Regions from separate parts of the Neogale vison genome. Here region 2 is linked to region 1. Evidence: chromatin contacts called from public Hi-C data. All regions are on one chromosome and are shown on one strand. Each heading gives the region's core, a stretch centred on a gene start, on an enhancer-like site or on the middle of the called end of the contact. The rest is flanking DNA. Distances are from core to core; before and after follow the strand shown.

Region 1 (7,495 bases), core at 3,178-5,677:
TTTAAAAAAAAGGGGGGGGGGGAAGGGGGCAGAAAAAGCCAAGATCTTTGGAGACCAGATCTAACTTGAGACCTGGGTACAGAGAATTTGATAAAATTATGTATCTGCTAGAGATTTACAAGGAAGAAAGGGAGACCCACAAATAAGACCCAGTTCTAAATATTGCAGCAATAAAATAACGAATTGCATATTAACAGCACTGTAATTACTCTTTTTGTTTGGTTTCTTTGTAATTACTTTTAATAAATTACTCTGCCTCTCCCCATCACTCAAGTAAGTTGTCATCCAAAGGCACAATCAGTACAACACAGGACACAAAGCCATTCACAGATAGGGAAGGCGGCTGGTGCCTCAAGAGCAGTGACTCATTAGAACCCATAAAGCTTTTCTATAGAGATCAAGTATCAATGAAGCTATTGTAAGCGATTACAGCTATATAAATGTAGACCTGTTATGAATTCTCACAGGGCAAGAACATTTTCGAAAAGAAGCAAGAGCACCAATGCCTGGGAAACCACTCAACACCAAAGCTGCCTCAGTTGCATAAGAGTGGCTGCCTGAAGCCTACCATTCTGCTGAATGTGGGGTAGATCCTATAAAGTGAAGGGACCCTTGGTTCAGCCCTCTCTAAATTCATCTTGTGCCATTTTGCCAAGCTTTGTATCCTGACGGCTCCAGAGTCAAGCCTAACACCGTGACCGTCTGCTGTCACAGGTCCAAGTAAGAGCCAGATAATTTTTATTAGTCTTAAATCGTTTTCCAGAAATCATAAACTTAATATAAAACAGATCTTTGTCACAAAAGACAAACAGCAGTAAAGCACTTTGTTAAATAGTTTAAAATTTGTACCTACCTTTAACATGTTGAACATTTCAATATTAGAATTGCAGTAAAAGCATTTTCTTCGAATGTATAAATATTTTAAAAGCAGCAATAAATGTGGCAAAATGCATAAACCAAATTGGGTTTTATACACAATTTTTTAAATCCGTAATTATCATTCATACCAACATGATCATTGCAGTTCAGAATCAAACGAATGGAAAAAGCAAATGAAATAAAAGTGACAGAAAATGCTTCAGAATCTAGGAAGCATATTATCACAATGAAAACAGTGCCCTCGTTTGTTTTCTCTAAGACTCAGAAAGCAGAATTTATCCTTTGGCTCCAACTGAAATGGCCATTAAATATGATATGAAGTCCACATTTTCACAACCTTCTTTCTAGATCTTTGTTTCACTTGATATTTCAAGGAAAACTTGACCAAATTTTTAACAATTTCATGCTTTAAAAAACTATTTTTCAGGTTCCTGCAGGAAAGAACAATTAGGTTACTTTAAGGGGTGCTTTTGTTAGAAACCATTTGCACCTCACCTAGTGTTGCTTATAGCTAATCATAACACAGGCCAGACATTCACCCTCGCCAAAACCACTAGCTTGGAAACTAACACATGTAGGGACAGTCTGTTAATAGTAATAGCCAACCTTGTTATTACTGAATTTTCAGTGTTTTGAAAGTTTGCCAATGCATACGCGTGACATCATCATATGTACTTGATGATGACCAGAAATTAGTATCTTAAAATTTATTCTCCATACATTATCACATATGCTTCAAATAGGATTTTAGGTGCTTCTTCTGAATCTCAAAATTGGCATTTTCTTCTTCTAAAGGAATCATACGCCATTCATATATTTTCCTCAATATGCAATTTGTTCTTTATACTACAGTATTATTAACCCTTAAAATAAAAAGTAAGATTTAAAAACTTTGTATTTCATGTGGATTTATAAAAGTGTATTATCCCTTAATCTTTTAATGTGATGGATAATTTGCATTTATCTTCGAATAGTTAAAGATAAAAGCAGAAAAAAAATTATGTTCCTCTTCTAAAACCAACAGCCACTCAGCTACATCTAATAACATTATTTTTAAAAACACACGCTATACAATTCGCTGTTGCCACCACCATTGTTTCACTGTCCCTTGAAGAGCAGGCCGATCCATTCCCCCCTGGCAGTTGTATAGCTGTTTATGTTCTCCTTGCTTTTCTGTCCCACAAGTTATTCAAACTAAATGAAAGGAATGTGAAACACTTAAGAAGAAAGACTATCAGAACGTAAGGAGAGTACACCTGAGGACCAGAGGCAAAAGAGAGGTGAGTTTTGTCATCTGAAATGAAGAAAACAGAGACCAGTAGGAAGGAACAGAGTCGCAGCACTGGAAAGGGGGCAAAGATGTGAAGAGAAAAATTAAATGAAAGTAAATGTCAGAGAAGACAAAAGATGTGCCAGGCAGCCTGATGTAGCTTCAGGACGAGGAGAACTGAAAACCTGTAAGCACGGCTACCTGATGGGTGGAGGGGTGGGAATGACTCTTGCACAGTAAGCAGAAGAGCCTGGAAGGGCCAGGAGAACATTTTAAATCACTTCTCCGCGTGGTACCTCTCACTCACCCCAGTTTACTTTATTTCATTATTCGTTATTTTAACCCACAGCTGAGAACAAGTAAGTTTGTTTTGCTTCCCCTTCTGAGTTCACTGAAAAACTCAACCCATAGATCAGCCTGTGCTGACCACTTAGCACCTTCGTGATTTTCTTTAAGGGGAAAACAAATATCTCCTGTAAGATCACATTCACTACCTCTAATTCCTTGCCCCGTTGCCCGCTTCCAGACTCTGGCCTTGCACCACTGTTCTGTTTTCCTTCCTCAGGCAGCTCAGACGACTCTGCTTTCCACAAGTCAGTAAATACTGGAGGAAAAATGTTCCGACCTTCCCACAGTTAAACACAGACTAGTTAACCAAGTTCAGTCATCTGGGCTGAATTCTGCGTGAGCCTGAAAGATGTAAACAGAGACTGGGAGGATGGAGGAAGGGCAGTGTGCGGGAGAAGTGGGGCAAAGAAAACAAAGTAGGCAAATAAAGGCAAGGGACAGACTTAAAATTAGGCCTACCAGAAATGACTAAACTAATTTTCTTATTTTACAGTAAAAGAAAATGAACAAAAGTGAAAATACCGCAGTTTTATTTCAGTGATTAAAAAAAAAAAAAGATAGTGGATGCGTTAAAAAGGAGAAATTGACTAATCTGCTTCTACTTGCACTGTGGCAGACATTTAAATACATTTATGAAACTCAACAGTGAATTTCAACTACTCAGATTCCTACTAATAACAGGTTCAAATTGTTGCTACAACAAATGACCTCGGTTTAATTACTCATTACCACACAGAATTCGATCTGTACTTCGGAATAGACACTCGGGCAAACAGGGGACGGCACCTCGGCCACCAGCTGCAGGGTGGCTTCTGTGCCTTTCAGAACTTGCTCTAATGCCCTTGGTCACTGATCACCCTCCCTTTCACCCTGCCCTTGAAAATATCGCATGCTTTGCCTCAGAGAGCTCCAACCCCTCTCCTGGATGCAACAGAGGCAAAACTGGGGGCAAAGGGCTTGGCTGCTGGGCAGAGCCAGGAAGAAAGACTGGACACGCTGATAATTAATATTCTCTGATCCAACTCTGAAATATCTTATCTTCTGGCCCTCTCCACCTCCTCCCTCAAAGCTAGTCAGCTTTAAGCTTCACTCCTTGAAAGGAAGTTCAGCTCGTTGGTCCCAACCTACTTTATTTCTGTATCCTCTTTAAAACTGCTGCCCACATTTTCTAAGAAGAAAAGCCAAACGTGCGCCCTAGCTCTCATACACAGCCTCTATCGAGAAGAAAGGCTCAGCAAAGAACCCCATTTTCTTGGGAGGTGAAATCCTCAGTGCCCTCCTTCTCATTCTCATTCTCAGAAGGCAATGCTCAGATCGTGGGTGTCACACATGTGGTTCCTTCAAGTTCAGATGTTGAGTGATGGCACCTAGTAATCCACAAAGGTAGTGGCTTCCCTTCATTCATGCGTGACATATTGTGCATCTGGGTAACCATCCTTTTTGGCTTAAAAAAATAAGAGCCAGAAAATATTCTTTTGAAATAGTAAGCAAGCCATAAAACTTTTCCCTTCTTTGGACATTTTATGATCTCATTCATCACCTCACGGACATTTTTTAAAACACCTGGCGCATGAAAGTTAAACAAACACAACCTACCATAGCATGCTGAGGTATGGTCAGAAAACTCAAGTATATTCAAAATGAAACCGTTTTCTATTACTGTTTAACTCAAGTGACAGATATGACTGTTTAAAAAGGTAGGGCTGGGGTACCGCTTTTCATGCACTGACTGTCTCCCTACAAATGACGAGGATCCTAGGCCAGTTCTTTTCCCAATTCTCTTAGAAGCTGCCCTTGGTATCCTTACATGCACTCTGAAACTTTGGAATCACCTTCATTATGATGTGCTTTGTGCACATTCTCGGACGCTGCAATGCCCATACTAAGGCAACACATCAGAGAAGTTGGCAGCAACGCTATCAGCAAGAATTTGGCTTCAGAATCAGGAGTGATTCATCATACATTCTAGCAGCAGAAAAACAACACACATCTATTTTAATCCTTTGGTTCTATCAAGAATCAAAAAACAGTAATTAAGTAAATGCAACAAAAATCGTACCTGCTGTAACACTGGTAAAACATTATTCAGAAAACAACACATAACTTACCTTATTTCATAATTTTTATTACAATGACGAATCAAGTTTTAATTTAACACAATTTCAGGAGAAAATAGGTAATCCAAACTTCTGCAAAGTAACATACTGAAATTCTAAATTTAGAAAAACAAATTTCTCATTTGCTTTACAGTAAATAAAATCCCTTCCTAGTGTTTCAAAAGAAATCCACTTCTTTCATCTCTCTCCGTTTTTTAAGATTACTCTAATTTAAAATCTAAAGGCTAAATGAGTAAGTATGCCACTGTATCTATCACAACCAGAGAAACCTGATATTGGGGGCAATATATTCAGAACACCCCCCTTTTTAGAGGTACCTTAACAACTGTCATAATAACTACCAAGGGGTCTAATAAAATAATGGAATCCGCTTATGCTCTATTTAATGGGTATAAAACAGATCTCCACTCCGAGTCATTCTCTTACTCCCTGAGAATATAGTATGTCCATGATTATTAACATTATCAACCAATATTTCTGAATAACCACCCACATTTATTCGGCTTACTGGACACCGAATTAAAACTTAAAAAATGCTACTCTATTGTTACCACCAAGTCCTCAGGGGAGGACGGGGAGATTTCTCAAGAACTCCACCCAGTGCTGTCTTTCGGGGACCCTACCTTTTCAAACACTTCTTCAGCCTCCCTTCGTTTCCGTTTTCGGGGTCTCCGGTTCACTCGAATCCATTTCTCGACCTAAAGTTCAAAAACCACAGAACAATTTAAACGCGACGACGAGTCCTGAGGGCCGTCCCTCTGCGTGAGAAAGAAACGATCGACAGCCTCGCGACGCTGCCGTCCAGGGCTTCACCTGGGGAAGCCACAAGCACCTTCCGGGCCCGCCGAGATGCCTCAGCGCCGGGGACCCAAAAGACGCGCGCGTGTGCGGCGCGCCGAGGCCGTGACCTTCGCCCGGGCCGCTCCCTCCGGTCACGGGCCCGGTCGGCCACCCCCGCGCCGGTGCGCGCGGGAGCCCCGGAATGGGGCCATCTTACCCACCGCTGTCGCGCGTCGGCGCCGCGGGGAGTCCGCGATGGGGCTGCGGCGCCCGACCCACCGCCCCAGAGAAGGAGGGAGGGGAGCGCAGGGAGCGCGCCTCCCGCACTCACCTCGGCGCTCACTTGCCGCGCGAGCCCGCACTCCGCCCCGGCCTGGCGCTCCCTCTGCAGCGGCTGCGGGGGAAGGGGAAAGAGTCAAGTTTACCCCGGGAGCCACCCCAGCCTCCCTCCCCCGCGCCCCACCAGCTCGACGCGCTGACCCACTACCTCGCCCGCGGAAGGTGAGGGTGGGAGCGATGGCCCCGCCGCCCGCGCCCAGCCAGCGACCGCTGCCCAGCCGGCCCGCCAGAGAGCAGCGGGCGCGCGGAGCCCGCAACACCTAAGGCGCAGCGCGGGCGGCGGGGCGGCGCGGGGCCGGGGCGGCGGCGCGGGCGGGGGGCGGGCGCTGGGGCGGGGGCGGGGCCTGCCTTAAAGGTATAGGCGGCCGCTCCGTCCTCGCCGCAGGTCGCCCCCGCCCCCGCCCCCGCCGGCGCGCCGGCTATTTTATTGTTCTCTTTACGAACGTCTTCCTTCGCTTCTCCCCGCGTCCCGCCCGCGCCCGCGCTCCCGCGCCCTCCCACGCGCGGATCGACCTGGGCGCGCACGCCTTACCTTTCCAGCCCCCACCCCCTCCGCTGGCCCCTGCGGACCTTCGCTAGGGTTTCTCCGCCACTGTGCGATCAAGAGCGTGGCCCGGCCGCAGGCGACAGGGCTTAGCTCGAGAAGCGCCCCCACCCCCGTGGCTAACCGAACTCCCTCTTCGGGTCAGAAACTTAAGTGTCCAGATGGCCTTCGCGGAGCGGAAAGGAACTTTCCTAGTGGATTTTTTTCCGGGAATGGATTAGACGCCATTAAGTAGACGTTTTCCAGTGGCCCCTCCGGACTCCGGGGCGGTGGCAGGTGACCTCCCGGGGGAGAAACCCGGAGAGCGTAGAAGGCGCACCGCCCGCGCCTTTACGGAGCCTGTGCGCTCTAAGTGCCGTAGGCGCCGCGCGCGCCCTGCCCGCGGACCCCCACAGCGACTGGGGAGAATTTAAAAGGCGACACTCTGTCTTCATAATTAGGGGGATAGTTTCCACTTAGTTTGTAAAGTCTGCCATGCTGCAAATTTTTCCTCAGACACCACTTCTGCCCATCCGCATGAGAAGTTGGCTGAACCAGAATGGGGGTGAGCGCTTGGGGAGAAGAGTCGGGTCGCACTCGCGTTTGTTGATCTTGACCATCCCTTTAACTTTATCGCATTTCTTTAAAGAAAATCTGTCTTGCCCTCTCTTTATTGCTACTCCATCCTTCTTTCAAGATCAAAAGCTTTAGATCAAAGCCAAGATCAAACTCACTACTTTAAATAGAAGCAACTTTGCCACGGAGTATTTTACACAAAGAGGAGCTTCTTAATGGAGACATCAGAGTGGAAAACTTGATTTTATCCCTTCATCCCATATTCATAACTGGACTACTTAAAATTACATTGATGATGCACTTATAGGTTCTAAAATAAACAACAGGTCTGCTCAAATGGGGAATTCTTCACTTAAGTTTTTGTGTTTCCAGAATACAAAAAAAAAAAAAGGTACTTATAGAGTTAGATAGGCAGATTAGCCATTTTCTATTATTATTAGGTAAGGACTATGAAATGCATGCTCATTTGCTAAAGATTTTTTGAAGTGGTATCAAATCTTTTTATATATAATGTACAACTATCATATACAATTTTTCCACTGCAAAACAAATGCATAAAAGTAGTTAATGCCTTGCACATCTCCAGTACACATACAGAGCTAGATAAAAATTAAAATTATGGAGTGGATTATGTAATTGAAGAGCTATTTACTTTCAAATGGA
Region 2 (7,495 bases), core at 3,412-5,911, 130 kb after region 1:
AAAAAAAAAATCCTCGATTTTATAAACTGATGGTGAATCACCAAACCCTCCAAAACCTTAAGCAAACAGTCTAAAAAAACATTCTTTTGAACAGTGGTTACATTGATGCTGCTTATATTTTTAATTAACCAATGAGCTTTGGTCATAAAACCAGAGATTTGGTTTAAAAAAGCCACATATTCAGTGTGCTTCACACCAAAAATCTGCATATCCAAGTGAGCTGTTCTTAAAACAAAACAAAAACTCAAAATCTATACACCGATTAAAGTCATCAGTCTCTTGTAAGGGCTTTTCTTAAAGTAAACAATCTAAAATATTCTTTTTGAAGGTGGCTCCACTGATGCTTGTTATATTTTCGGTCAACCAAGGAGCTTTATTTGTAAAATTCAAGACTTGGTTTACAAATGCCATGAGGCCTGGGCAGAGAGGAGCCCTGCATTTCCTTTGTGCCTGAGAGTTAATAGGATTAAAGCTTGAAGAATTGAATCAAACCCTGAGCTGGTTAAGATGGATGTATCACATTTCAGGCTTCCCGTTTCATAACCAGCCCGCCCCACGGTTTATAAAATAAAACATGCTGGTGAGCTTATTCAAATGGTTCTTCAGGAATACGTTGATTTCAGAACCCTGAAAAGGGAACGCGTGGCCATTTCCTCCCGTGAGCCATATGGCTTTTTGTGTACTCAGCCTCCCCGGTTTTCAGCTGGCTCCTGCTTCACTGTTAGCAATTCTCAGCTCCCCGCCCAGTTACACGGAGAAGAGAGTCTACGTCTTTGTGCTCAGAGAATTTTTGTGTATGAATTAACAGTTTCACAACAATGCAATTTGCACTGGCCATAATCATCAGTAAATACAGCAGAGCTGAGCTGAAATGCCAATGACCTGTTATCTTCTTCCAAATCATGGAATGGAACTGGGGGTCTGCTGCTTTCTGTTATCAAGGTGGTTATTATCAAGTATAATTTGTGGTTGGGAATGTTTGGCATTCCTGTCTAGCAGTAGCCCAGAATGTTTAGAATAGATTTTTACATAGGAGTTCAAACATCTGTCCGTTTTAGGTCAGATTTCGGTGAGAACTTATGCATTAGTCTCTAAACATCTGCAGCTGTCCCAGATTAAATGGAATGGTTTCTTGCATTACGATGACAACAAAGGGTCAAGTTTAAAATTCAGAGTATAAGAATAAGGCTAAGAATGGTAATCAAACATATGCCCATTCTTCCAAATGCCAGATCATATCACCACTTGTAGGTTGGCATGGAAGGCTGTTTAAGCACCGTGCTAGCAAAAGCCCCACTAGTTAGTAGTCTCTAAAACCAATTTGCCTATGGACGAGTACATCACAATTTCATTACGGAGTTCTCTTGTGTGCAATTCCGGTTATCGGAACGTGGTTGGTTTGAAGGGAAGAGCGCTTTATTAAATGAAAGCTGTGTATAAAATTGCAAAGAAACACAACACCCAGTTTTGGAAAGGAAGTTAAAGAAGAATTAAAACAAGCTGTGATGATCTTAACAAAGACACACAAAACCTGTTACTAGGAAGAGCTGTTTGGTCAAATTTCCTGTTTTTCCCTAAGCCCTGGTTTGTTTTCAGCACGTCTTCAGCGCACAGCTTTCTGCTGCTGAGTAACATTCCTGCTTGGCCAGTCCAAAACTGCTCTCCAGGACTTCTTACTTAAACATACTCCAAACAACGTGGATGTTCTCTTTCTTCTCCAGATTGTGGTCTCCACCATAACTGAGAGATGATAAGCCATGGCCTGAAATAGCTGAAAATTAATACTAGAAAGTAGAAAGTCATTCGGGTATGGGTTAATGAGAGTCACAAAATCAAAGTTTCATGAAATGTCTTTTTCAGCCTCAGCAATTTTACTCCAGGAGTCCAGAAATCAGCTTGGACTGGGACAAAGCATATCAAAACAAAGCCACACAAGTGTTGCTGGTTTTATTGACTTAAAAAAAAAAAAAAAAAACTCCTTTGCAAAGACATATCTGACTCTAATAGCAACCTATTATAAAATTTAAATAACTGAATCATACCATTGTGTCTGGAACATAGGGAAATAAAAATTCCTCCCTTGGGAAAAAAGTTTAAAACATTAACATTTTTCTAAGTATTATATAAATTACACAGCTTTATTAAACACATACCATTAGAAGTCTCTTCTATAACTGACAACACTTTTCTTAATGGTCTTTACATGTTTAAATAAATGGCTCCTGAAAATGTGCATTTACATTATATAAACAAAACCTTAATTAATATAAACATACTCAGATATAAACTTTTTAGAAATGTCAGCTTAAAACTATCCAGTCTAAATAAATCCTCTTAGGACTGATCTAGCAAAGCAATTTTTAATGCATTTCTTCACCTAAAAAGCTCACAGAGATTTAGAAGCACAATCCAAAAGAGAAACCAAAATAGCTTTAAGGAAGACCCAATGTTTCATTGATGTAGGAAACAACTGTAAGCACACCCAGTAGATGGATAGTTTTTGAAACCAACTAAGGCCATGTGATTTTATTTTCTTTTTAGTGCTTACTATTATCTCATATCATCTTGCACACTTATTTGCTCTTCTGTTTATTGTTGTCTCCCCAACCTGAACTGTAAACTTCCTGAAAGTAAAGACCACATCTGTCTTGTTCTCTGCTCTATTGTTAACACATAGCATAGTACCAGGCACATAGTAGACCCAAAGAGTGGCTCACTGGAGAATTCACAAATGGTCTGATGAGACAAAGCTAAAAAGACTCTATATAGGGGCGCCTGGGTGGCTCAGTGGGTTAAGCCTCTGCTTTCCACTCAGGTCATGATCCCAGAGTCCTAGGATCGAGCCCTGCATCATCAGGCTCTCTGCACAGCCAGGAGCCTGCTCCCCGCCCCCCTCCACCCCTCTCTCTCTGCCCTCCTCTCTGCCTACTTGTGATCTCTGTCTGTCAAATAAATAAATAAAATCTTTTTAAAAAAAAAAAAAGACTCAGTTATTCCAGTATACCTCACTTTATCCAGTTGATCCCATGTGTCCAAATCTCCAGCTGTTTTCCCCCTTCTTCTTGAATACCCCCAAGTTTCCACTGAATACATGGCCGCCTGGAATAAAGACTACATTTCCCAGCCTCCCCTGCAGCTAGGGGTCAGGAGGTATGAACTAATAAAATGCAAACAAAAGCATTTTGCTGCAGCTTCTGAGAAAGCTCCTTGAGAGACAGCTGATGCAAGCCCTGTGTCCCTTCTTCCTCCTCCTCCCTTCTCCTTCCTGCTGCCCAAATTGTGCATGTAATGGCTAGAGCTCAAACAGCCACTGTAGAGTATGTGTTGAACTTGAGAATGAACATCACCTGTTAGGACGGCAGAGCAGCAAGAGAGAAAGAACGCTAATGCTGGGTGCTTGCCCTGCGGAGACCCACCCACCCTGGACAATCTCCCTCTTCCCTTTGGTCCCATCGAGAAAGTCCTATCTTTTTTTCTTTTGAGAAAGGGGGGAACGGGGGGTGGGGGTGGGGAGAATCCCCCTAGCAGGCTCCACACCCAGCACAGACCCTGACATGGGGCTTGCTCTCATGACCCTGAGATCATGACCTGAGCTGAAATCAAGAGTTGGACACTCAACCAACTGAGCCACCAAGGAACCCCAAGAAATTCCAACCATAATTAAGTCATTATATTTTGAGTTTTCTGTCTTGTGCAGCCACATTAAATTTTAGTGATATGATTTTGAAAATAATCTGAAAAATAGGCACAGGTAGACTTAACATGTCTTTTAAAAATCCATTATTTGACAAACACACTGAGACTCTTTCCAATAAGAGGGAAGTATTTGTCAGCACATATTTTGTCCTCAGAATTAAGTCTGATACTATGAGAAAATATAGAGAAATTCAAGACTGAGTTCTTATCCTTAAGAAGTTAGTGATTTAGCCAGGGAAAAAATTGCCCATCCTCCCTCCCAACACACCCACCCAGAGGAAACAACACACAGCAGCAAAGAATAAAGAGTGAGTGTGTGCAATGAGATTGCAATTGTGGAAGGAATGCAGAAGCCAAAGGGTCAATGAGGACTAGGTTCGTGGGTAAAGTTCCAGGGAGGATTTGGCCCTTGAGGTGAGCTTCAAAAGAGGCTGAACCTGCAGCAGCCATAGAAACTGGCTGGGTGTCCCCAGGGCGGGGATGGGCAGCCGGGAAACCTCTGTTTCAGTAATGAGCACAGCATGTTCAAGGAGACTGGAAGGAGGTCAACCAGATGTGTGGCCTCTGGAAATCAAGCCCTCCCTTTTCTCAGAATGTGGTCTCTCCGCCTTGAAGAGAGTCTCATAAAGGATGGCTCACCTCACCATTCACACCCTCATTCAGGAGAGGAACCTCTGCTCCAGATTGTCCCTGCCTTACACACAGCACATGCCTGATACTACGGACGACTTCCCTGAGCCTGCTCTCCGAGACGCCTCAGACCCAGCATCCTGCTTTTCTTCAGGGATCCTGCTCCACGCTCAGCCCAACAGTGACTTCTAGAGAACTGTGCTTCTTACTGGGCAACGGACACGTGCGAAGTCTTGTTCACCTCCCCGATGAGGTGTTCTAAGTTCAACTGTTAGGCAGAGGTAGGGTGTTCTGCCTCCTACGTTGTGAAACAACAGCAAAGCCACAGACTGAGCAGTCACTGCTTCCAAAGAAGAGGCCAGGGAATTTGATTACTCACAAGCTAACCACAGTCACAGGATGAAGGAGCAACTTTTCTCATAAGTTCCCTTTCAGCTGTTCCTCATAAACAAAGCCATTGTTCAGGTTCTAAAAATGGACCAACCAACACCTGAGGAAAAGAACGGTGCTGTCTACGCTAAGGAGTGACTTAGGCACAGGCAGGATGTGTTTTGGAAGAGCAAGTGTCATTATACCACTGAGGAGCCCAGATGAGATCAGGTGAACAGAGGGATTTTGATGGAATCAGGGTCCAGGCAGCTTTACCTTGAGTAACAGACTGAGGAGAGGGCCCAAAATGTAACGAATTACCTTATGGTATTTTTATGTCTAGAGGTGAGGAGGAATGAACCATCTCTCTGGGGGTTTGCTCTAAGGCAAATGAAACCAAACTTGATTGATTCTTTTTCCAAAATGGGGCCTAAAATGGCTCCCAGGAACCCTCCCTGGCAGCCTGGTGGAACAGGAAAGCACGGGCCAGGTGGTGAAAAGACTTAAGGGCTAGCATAGCTCTACTGCTGTGGAACTTGTCGTTGACTTTGGTTTCTGTATCTGTCAGTGATGAGGGGCTGGATTGGAGATGATCTGTCCCCGAAACCCACTCTGGCTCCAATAATGACTCTGCCGGTAACAGATGAGGGCCCAGGAAAGAAGGAAATAAGATTTTCTAACTTCGTCTTCTTTTCTGCCCGTCGCCATTTCTCCATATGCCCCAAATCACGTTAATTCGTCAATTAATAAACAGCCATCCTCGGCTGCACTCTCCTCTGCAGCTCAGCGAATTTCATGCTTGTCTGGTGACAGCAGCAGCTGCTGCTCTCCTCAAACCACATCCTTCCCCTTCGTCATGAGGCCTCCTCGCTAGCCACAGTTTGCCTTGGCCAGGGCTCCCTCTGCGTCAGCTTCCACCAGAAACTGCCACCCATATGCAGAGTTCTAGTTCATCAGCTTCTCTGAAGCAGACCCAGCTGGCCAGAGGAGCATTCCAGGTGGTCAAGACCAAAGAATTTCACAGCATCGTAGGCATATTAAACCTGAAAGGGACCACAAAACGCATCCACTTCGACTGCCTCCAATTTACAGAGGAGGACGCTAATGCCCCAAGAGGTTTATTTATCTAAAGTGGCCTAGCCAGAACTAGAACCTAAATGTACAGACTCAAAGGCCATTTATGATTCTGAAATGACTAAAACAGAAGCTACTATTTATGGTGTGCTCTGTGTCAGGCACGGTGCCCGTTGACTTCTTAAGGTTAACATGTACAAACTTGAATTCAGGATCTTTTCTTCAAATCTGCTCCTCCTCCTGTCCTCCTACTTTCCTCATGACTCCCTCACATAAAGTTCTTGATTTCTGAGAACTTCCTGTCATTTCTTCAGAGCCTATCTTGCCTCTCTCCAATTTTCTCTACCAGCAGAATCTTCAATCCTGATCCAAACCAACTTTGCCTCTTGTCTGGACTATAGTCACACCTTGGACCTCACCAAGCCATTGTTACCACCCTGTTCCTGTCAACCCATCCTCCAACCAGAAGCCAGAGTAATTCTGTAAAGACATAAACCAGATCATGTCAGACCCCCCTCTGTTCTTATCTTGCCACTGCTGAAGCCCCCAGTCTTCCCAGTACACTTGAGATGAAGCACACAATTCTAGAAGGCCCTGCCTTTTTTGGCCCCGATGACATCTCCAGTCTTGTTTCACCCCAGTCTTCCCAAAGTTCTGTAAATTCTACCAACACTTCTTTCAGTTCCTCCAAACTCCAAGTTCCTTCCAGCCATAGGCTGGCCCTCTGCATGAATTGCTCTCCTTTCTGTCCTAGCCTGGTTCATGTCCCACTGTCTTTCAAATCTCAGCTTAAACATTACTTCTCCAGATGGACCTTCCTCAAGACCCTGCTAGAAGCCACCTCTTCTGTGTAGCATTTACCAATTTGTAGTATTTTTTTTTAAGATTTTATTTATTTATTTGACAGAGAGAAATCACAAGTAGATGGAGAGGCAGGCGGAGAGAGAGAGAGGGAAGCGGGCTCCCTGCTGAGCAGAGAGCCCGATGCGGGACTTGATCCCAGGACCCTGAGATCATGACCTGAGCCGAAGGCAGCGGCTTAACCCACTGAGCCACCCAGGCGCCCCTGTAGTATTTTTTTTTTTCAAGAATTTAATGATCATCTCCCCAACCAGACTATAAGCCCCATGAGGACAAGGGACTATGTCTATCTGTTCATCACTATAGCCACAGAATTTAGTGACAGGCACATAGTTAAGTCCTAAATAAATATGTGTTGAATTAATATATTAATATATGTATGCTCTTAACACTTACCAGATTATATCAGATGATAGAAGATATAGGAACCTAGAGTCTGAGATAGGTTAAAAAATGGTCCTCCAGAAGATATCCATGTCCTAATTCCTGAAGCCTGTGGATGTTACCTTATATGGCAAAAAAAGAAGGAAAGGAAGGAGGGAGGGAAGAAAGGAAGTGAAAGAAGGAAAAGGATAGAAAAGAAAAAAGAAAAGAAAAGTAGAGAAAGAAAGAAAGAAAGGAAGGAAGGAAGGAAGGAAGGAAGGAAGGAAGAAAGAAAGAAAGAAAGAAAGGGAAGATCTTTTGTAAAGTGATTAAGCTAAGAATCTTGGGATAGGGAAATGATCTAGGATTACCCAGACATCCTAGATGCATACAACAGAAGCTGGAAGAGACAAGAAACAGATTCTCTCTATAGCCTTGGGAGAGGGTCTAACCCTACCAGCACCTTGATTTCAGCCCAGTCATACTGATTTCAGACTTCTGG

Evidence for each region. A called contact is a pair of places that touch in the nucleus more often than the background predicts.
Region 2: a contact with region 1 is called in a Hi-C map of muscle, with 2.5 times the contacts expected there. The contact joins two enhancer-like sites. A contact is called at or near these places in 2 of 3 Hi-C or Micro-C datasets (fibroblasts and muscle).

The regions. Positions count from the first base shown.
Region 1 is chr9:73,465,609-73,473,103 of ASM_NN_V1, forward strand. It overlaps LOC122917633 (aminopeptidase O), which reads right to left. Exons shown (of 16, transcript XM_044265753.1): 11 at 5,726-5,788; 12 at 5,238-5,312. Among named protein-coding and RNA genes, the nearest start is that of FBP1, 350 kb to the right of the region's middle. Within about 2 kb of position 4,428, the one cell type or tissue checked has open chromatin away from gene starts, as enhancers often do. A contact at or near this core is called in fibroblasts, where this site is marked.
Region 2 is chr9:73,596,365-73,603,859 of ASM_NN_V1, forward strand. All of the region lies in intron 5 of LOC122917633 (aminopeptidase O), which reads right to left. Among named protein-coding and RNA genes, the nearest start is that of FBP1, 220 kb to the right of the region's middle. Within about 2 kb of position 4,662, the one cell type or tissue checked has open chromatin away from gene starts, as enhancers often do. A contact at or near this core is called in fibroblasts, where this site is marked.